Regions from separate parts of the Pan troglodytes genome. Here region 1 is linked to region 2. A link is a contact called in public Hi-C data. All regions are on one chromosome and are shown on one strand. The core of a region is the stretch at or near the end of the contact, and the rest is flanking DNA. Distances in the headings are between cores, read along the strand shown.

Region 1 (3,108 bases), core at 315-2,814, 240 kb after region 2:
CGTCTAATTTGCTGCTGTGAATAACAGCACCATCCTGTCCAGATAAGGTTAGATCAAATTAAAAAAAAAAAAAAAGCACCATTCTGCTGGGCATGGTAGGCCAGCCTGGGCGACACAGTGAGACCCCATGTCAATTAAAAAAAAAAAAAAGAGCACCAACCCCAACTATGGCAGAGCTGCTAAAGGAGTCTCTTGTGGAGACTTGAACCACAAGCCAAGGAGGCAAAGGTACAAAGTCTCTCCTGGAATTAGTTCCTGGACTTCTGTGCAGCCTTCCCTCTTTCTACTATGTCTTCACCATTCCCCTACAAACAGCTTTCTTCTTCTTGCATCTCTTATATGCTGTGGCCTTTGATGCTACAATAGATTTAAAAATTTTCCCAACAGAGCTTTCCTGCCTGAAACCCACCAGGAAAGATTTCAGGACATTTCTTTAATAACTAATCTTGTTCAAAGAGGCAGGCCTCCTTCGTTTCACTTAATTCAAACCCCCACTGTTCAAAATAAGAATATAATTATAACCTCAATTTCTATCGGGCCAGTATAGGAAAAGAACTACAACAGGCTCTCTCTTCCACGTTATGTCCAGACTTTTTTCCTTAGTTTCTCCTTCCTCATTTCCCTCCTCAATCCCTCCTCCCCCAAAAAATAATTCCACAGCTAGAGAATGTCGTTTTTAAAGCCAGAAATTCAGTGAGGAAAATAAGTATGTGCCTTTTTCTTCAATTATTTATGATTCCTCCGTCACTCAGGAAGAGTTAAGCTAGTATTTTTTAATCTGACCGCTCTCTCAGAAGGATGATGCGCTAAATACACACTGAAAGAATAGTCTTCCCAAAGCAAGTGGATTCGCGGCTAAAGGCAACGCGGTGGGAGTGGGGGGGTCCGGGGAGAAGAAAAAGTATCCTTGGCCCCCAGAGCCAGAGATGGGACAGGAGGTGAAAGAAGGGGCCGTCACTGAGAAGTGCAACACACACACTCGCCAGAACTAACAATCTGCCAAGAAAATAGGACCGGCCACTGCGGCTCCAGCCCGGTCCCGCAGGACAAGGCGGGGGAGGGGGGCCGGCGGGCCGGGGGGCCTGCCCTCCTTCTGTGGGACAAAACTAACTCCCTGGCGCACCTCCGCTCCCGAGAAGAGGGGCCTGGTGGGGACGCGGGCTCCTCGCACCTCCAGCGCAGCACTTGCTCACGGCCTGGGTGGAAGCAAGGCCCGGAGGGAGGGGAGAGTCGGGCTGGGCAACGCCAAGAGCACGGGATGGAGGGTCAGACGCGGGCACCCAAGGCACTGGGGGCCGCGACAAGAGACCCTTCCAGCCCGGGAACCCCGGGGCCCCTCTCCACCCTTGCAGAGCAGGACCCCGAATATCGTCCCCAGCCGCACCGACCGCTCCTCACCTCAAGCTGCCTGAGCCTCCGCCTCTACCACAACCTGAGCCGCCGAAGCCGCCACAGTCCGAGCCATTTTTCCCCTCAGCTGGCTCAGCCGCCGCCGAAAGCTTCGGCCGACTCCACAGCCAGCCAAGCGCAGCACGTCACTTCCGGACAGGGAAGCACCGCCTTCCCCGCCCGGGCTTGTTGCGAATTGGCTGGCGCGGACGGCCTACCTGAGCTGGCGGGCGGGGCGTGGACGCTTCCCGAGTGGCGTGAGCAAGGGAGCTGGGGCGCTGGGGCGCTGGGGCGCTGGGGCGCACGGGCCCGGGGGACCAGGGTCTGGCTCTCTCCCGAGGAATGCTGAGCAGGCTCTGGACGCCTCTCCGTGCACACCCCAGACCTGGGGAGGGGAGCTCTCCGGACACCCCAGCTGGCCGCCCCTCGGGCCCTGAGTCCGAAGACGCGCTAAACAGGGCCCGGGCACTGAAGTACCCTATTGTTCTCATCCCCTCTCCCGGGACCACACACCCTCCTCCATCTAGGCTGAGGTTCCCAGGTTTGTGTCTTGGCCCCTGGCGGCGTCGAGATTACTTTGTGATTGGAAGACTGAAAGGAACAGGCAAGACTTAAACTCGTCCACTCCAACCAGTATTTACCGAGGCCTCACGGTGGGTCAGGTGGTATACGGTGGGTAATTAGTAGCCTATCACGTGGTTTCTGTAAAATGCTTGATAGCACGTAAAACGCTTTCAGGTCGGCGTCTCGTTTCATCCTCACAACAGCCAGGTAAGGAAGATAACCCCCTGATAATAACTCACAGCCAGACGGCTCTTTCTACATTACAAAGTATTTTCACATGCAACCTCCATAATAATATATTCTTATTGAGAATTTAATGAGATTATGCTTGTAAAGCGTTTGGTCCTCACGTGTTAGATTTAAAAATTACATAACCATGGGAAGATATAGGAAAATTATCCCCATTTACAGATGGGGCTTCTGGGGCACAAAGATGTTAAGGGGAGAGGAACGATTCCATAGCGTTTTACAACAAGATTGTCTTTTAAGCAGTAGGAGAAGGGGGTCCACACCATCCAGACGTTCACAGTCTGATGTGGCAGACTGATTTAGGCTGCATTTCTCAGCCTAAACTAAAAATTATCAGCCTATATGATATACGCATAATTAGAAGGCTCTAAGAGAAGTTGAACTTTCAGCAAATAACGGGAAAGAAAGAAATTGGTCTGATTTGGCAGGGACGGGGGTTGGCGAAAGGGGGCTAGGGCAATGGGGAATGTAGAGTGGATGAATCCCTCATAGCGCTGTAATAAACATGCCTGCACCTCCGCAGGGATGGTAAAATTGGATGGAGTTTCTATTCTATGGGGAATTCTAGAAACAAATGTGATTATTTCTTATGGCTGTAGCTACCGGCTGTTGTACACCCCCGCCCCCTTCCAACTCCTATCTTTCCCCCAACCCCGCCCCTCCTCTATGCACACACACTTCCAGGCAGGCTACACACTCTAGAAGAATGTCCCTTAGAAATCAACTTAGTTCCGCAGCATTGTTCTGCTTTATCTTCTGATCAAAGGAGGAATTTCTAAAATTGGCAGCAGCTCTTTCACAAGATTAAAAAGGGTGGGGAAAGTGATTTATCTCAGGGTAGCTTCCTAGCTTCTGCTCCAGATCTGAGTGTGCCTTCAGGAAAGAAGGAAGAGGCCTTGGGAGAAC
Region 2 (3,109 bases), core at 561-3,060:
CATGCCATTGCACTCCAACCTAGGCAACAAGAGCAAAACTCCGTCCCCCAAAAAATAAGCCGGGCGCGGTGGCACAGACCTGTAATCCCAGCTACTCAGGAGGCTGAGACAGGAGAATCACTTGAACCCAGGAGGCGGAGGTTGCAGTGAGCTGAGATTGCACCACTGCACTCCAGCCTGGGTGACAGTGTGAAACCCTGTCTCAAAAAAAAAAAAAAAAAAAATTAAAGTTCTTCTCCTTAAAAAAAAAAATTGAATGTGCAAAAACCCATATTTGACAAAACAGGGCACTATTCTCATCCAGGAGACCTCATTCACTGAATTGGACTGCTGGTATCATTCTTTCTGTGTATGTGAGGTACGTTATAACAGACAGGTTAGTAAGACTTGTTGAATTCATGCTGAGCAAATTGTTGGAGATGTTTTTCTCTGTAATTTCAGTGACTTTGCTCCAAGAATCCTGGAGAAAATTTCTTCTCTGTCTGATAATAACGTTAATAACCAATATTTATTAAGCATTTACTATGTTTCACAAATATACATTATCTCATTAATGATTGTTAATCCTTAACAACAATCTTATGAAGTTCATGTTATTGTTATGCCTTAACCAACTCACAGATAAGAACTTTAAGGATCAGAGGAGTTCATTTTTTTTTTCCCCTTCACCCAGGCTCAAGTGCAGTGGCACCACCTCTACTCACTGCAACTTCTGCCTCCCGGGTTCAAGCAATTCTCCTGCCTCAGCCTCCCGAGTAGCTGCATTACAAGCATGTGCCACCATGCCCAGCTAATTTTTGTATTTTTAGTAGAGTTGGGGTTTCACCATGTTGGCCAGGCTGGCCTCAAACTCCTGACCTTAAGTGATTCACCAACCTCAGCTTCCCAAAGTGCTGGAATAACAAGTGTGAGCCACCATGCCCGGCCCCAAAAGAGTTAATATTTTAATCAAGGTTAATTTGAAGTAGGTCTATATAATGCAAAAGCTTCATGATCATTATTCCTCCTAATACTAATACTGGTTTCTTTCTGGCATCTAGTGTATTCTACTAGCCAGTAATAGTGTGTTTACTGTGTTGGCCCACCCTTCACACAGGTGTCCCTCCTCTGTGATTTCACAACCCCTGTAATTGACTGTTGTCTGCCTTCCCCAAAAGACTGAGAGTTCCTTAAGGACAATACCTCTTCACAAAGTCCTGTGGTGCTTGGTAAGGGATGATGGATAGATGGACAGATGGACAGATGGATGAAAGCCTGAAGGGCAGAGAAGGAGGGCTAGATCACTGGATTTTATCAGCCAGGTAAATAGAAGCTCCATGAAGTTTCTAAGCAGGGGCAGGATAAAAACTTTGATCCAGGAATATCTGGCACTCTCTGGAGGTGAGGGGTGGTGAGGGGACATGAGGGGAAGGGAGTAGTTAGGAGGTCCTTAGCAGATCTGAAGGGAAGGAGTCCCAATGCTGGGAGGCAGTAATGCCATATTAAATGGCAGTTTCAAAGGCATCAGGGATCTGGGCCTAAGAAGTGGGCCCACTAGGGACCTGATTAAGAACAAAAGTCCTACAAAGTCTCATACTTTCACTCTCTGGCCTCAAAGGACACTGCTGCTCTGCCTTCCCATCTAGGTAACCGGTGCTCTTTGCTTTGCTTTTAAGATATAACACATTCCCAGCCTCAAAATCCCAGTCTGCTCATGAGGGAGCCACAGACACAAACAGGCAAGATGCCCTCCACTGTCGTTTCCTCCTCACTTAGTGGGAAGCCACTCACTTTCCCAACCTCTCCTCATGGGGGCAGCAGGAGCCTGCTGTGGCGCCACCCATGATCTTTCCCCGTCTGGGTGCTTCTGCTTCTAGCTCCTGGGCTCTTCCTGCTAGAGACCTAAAGGTGGGCAATGCTGGCCAGGAGAGATGGCGTCCATGCCAGCCCATGTCCAGCCAGCCTGAGGCTGAGGCTTCTGGCCTTTCTCCCAGCACCTTCTCCCAAACAATCTAGACACTGGATAACCTGCCCTAAAGAGGACTGGACACCCCACCCACCAGAACCCTCAACCCTGGGACCTCTCCCCGAACGAACGTGTGAAACCCTCCTTTCTCACTCCCTATGACCAGGCAGGATTATACCAACCTTAAAGTGGAGGGGAGGGGGGGACTTTGAAATTGGTCACAGAATATTTTTAGGGTTTGGGAATCACAGGGATTTTAGTTTGTTTATGCTGACTTTTTTGATGTGTTCAAAGAATTTCACTTTAAGTGTTTCCCAAGAGGTTTGCAAAATCAGTATGCACAGAGGATGCCACAAACCTGCCCACAAAGCCCTCCTTCAGTACCTAATTAGAATGGCAAATCAGGATATCTGAAGGCTCTAGGTTTTGAAGCGAAATTTCTGTAGAAAACAGCATAAAAGTACTCATTACTGACAGGCCTCAACTTGCTGTGGGTCTTAATGAGCTTTCTGTTAGACTCTGTTAGACTCGGGCTCCAGCAACACCCCCTCCCCCACAGAGACAACCTAGGGGAAACACTCCCTCGGCCACCATTCTGCTCGGTAAGGTATTTTCCTCTCCACTGATCAAAGTGGAAGAAGAAGGAGACATTTTCAAGTTTAAAAACTCTCATTCCAACTTTGGAGTTTGCAGGCCCCTAATCCCCAGGTGAAAGGGTAAAGTGATTGGGTCATCTGGGCTGCTGGTTCCAAAACGCAGCTGCGCCAGCACCCCCTGGGAACCTATAAAGAATACAGAGGCCTGGGCCCCACAGGACCTGGCATTTTTAAACACCTTTCATGACCACTGACTAGGCTACTGTTTTCTCAGCTACTGGGTTGTACAATCACACCTGAAAGTATCACCTCACACATGTTAGGAGGCCATTATCAAAAAGATGAAAGATAAGTATTGGTGAGGATGTGGAGAAAAGGGAACCTTGTACACTGTTGGTGGGAATGTAAATTCGTACAGCCATTATGGAAAATGGTATAGAGGCTCCTCAAAAAATTAAAAATAGAGGCTGGGTGTGGTGGCTCACACCTGCAATCCTCATACTTTGGGAGGGCAAGGCGGGCAGATCACCTGAGGTCAGGAGTTCGAGACCAGCCTGGCCAACATGGC

The links. A called contact is a pair of places that touch in the nucleus more often than the background predicts.
Region 1: a Hi-C map of stem cell-derived neural progenitor cells shows a contact between it and region 2, with 4 times the contacts expected there. The contact joins the promoter of PIK3C2A here to the enhancer-like site in region 2. A contact is called at or near these places in 1 of 7 Hi-C or Micro-C datasets (stem cell-derived neural progenitor cells) and 1 of 1 datasets of contacts at active chromatin or transcription factors (stem cell-derived excitatory neurons).

What each region holds. Positions count from the first base shown.
Region 1 is chr9:21,267,557-21,270,664 of NHGRI_mPanTro3-v2.0_pri, forward strand. It overlaps PIK3C2A (phosphatidylinositol-4-phosphate 3-kinase catalytic subunit type 2 alpha), which reads right to left and starts at 1,565. Exons shown (of 32, transcript XR_010147498.1): 1 at 1,399-1,565.
Region 2 is chr9:21,031,396-21,034,504 of NHGRI_mPanTro3-v2.0_pri, forward strand. All of the region lies in intron 3 of PLEKHA7 (pleckstrin homology domain containing A7), which reads right to left. Among named protein-coding and RNA genes, the nearest start is that of PLEKHA7, 80 kb to the right of the region's middle. Within about 2 kb of position 1,811, at least 6 of the 24 cell types and tissues checked have an H3K27ac peak or open chromatin away from gene starts, as enhancers often do. A contact at or near this core is called in stem cell-derived neural progenitor cells, where this site is marked.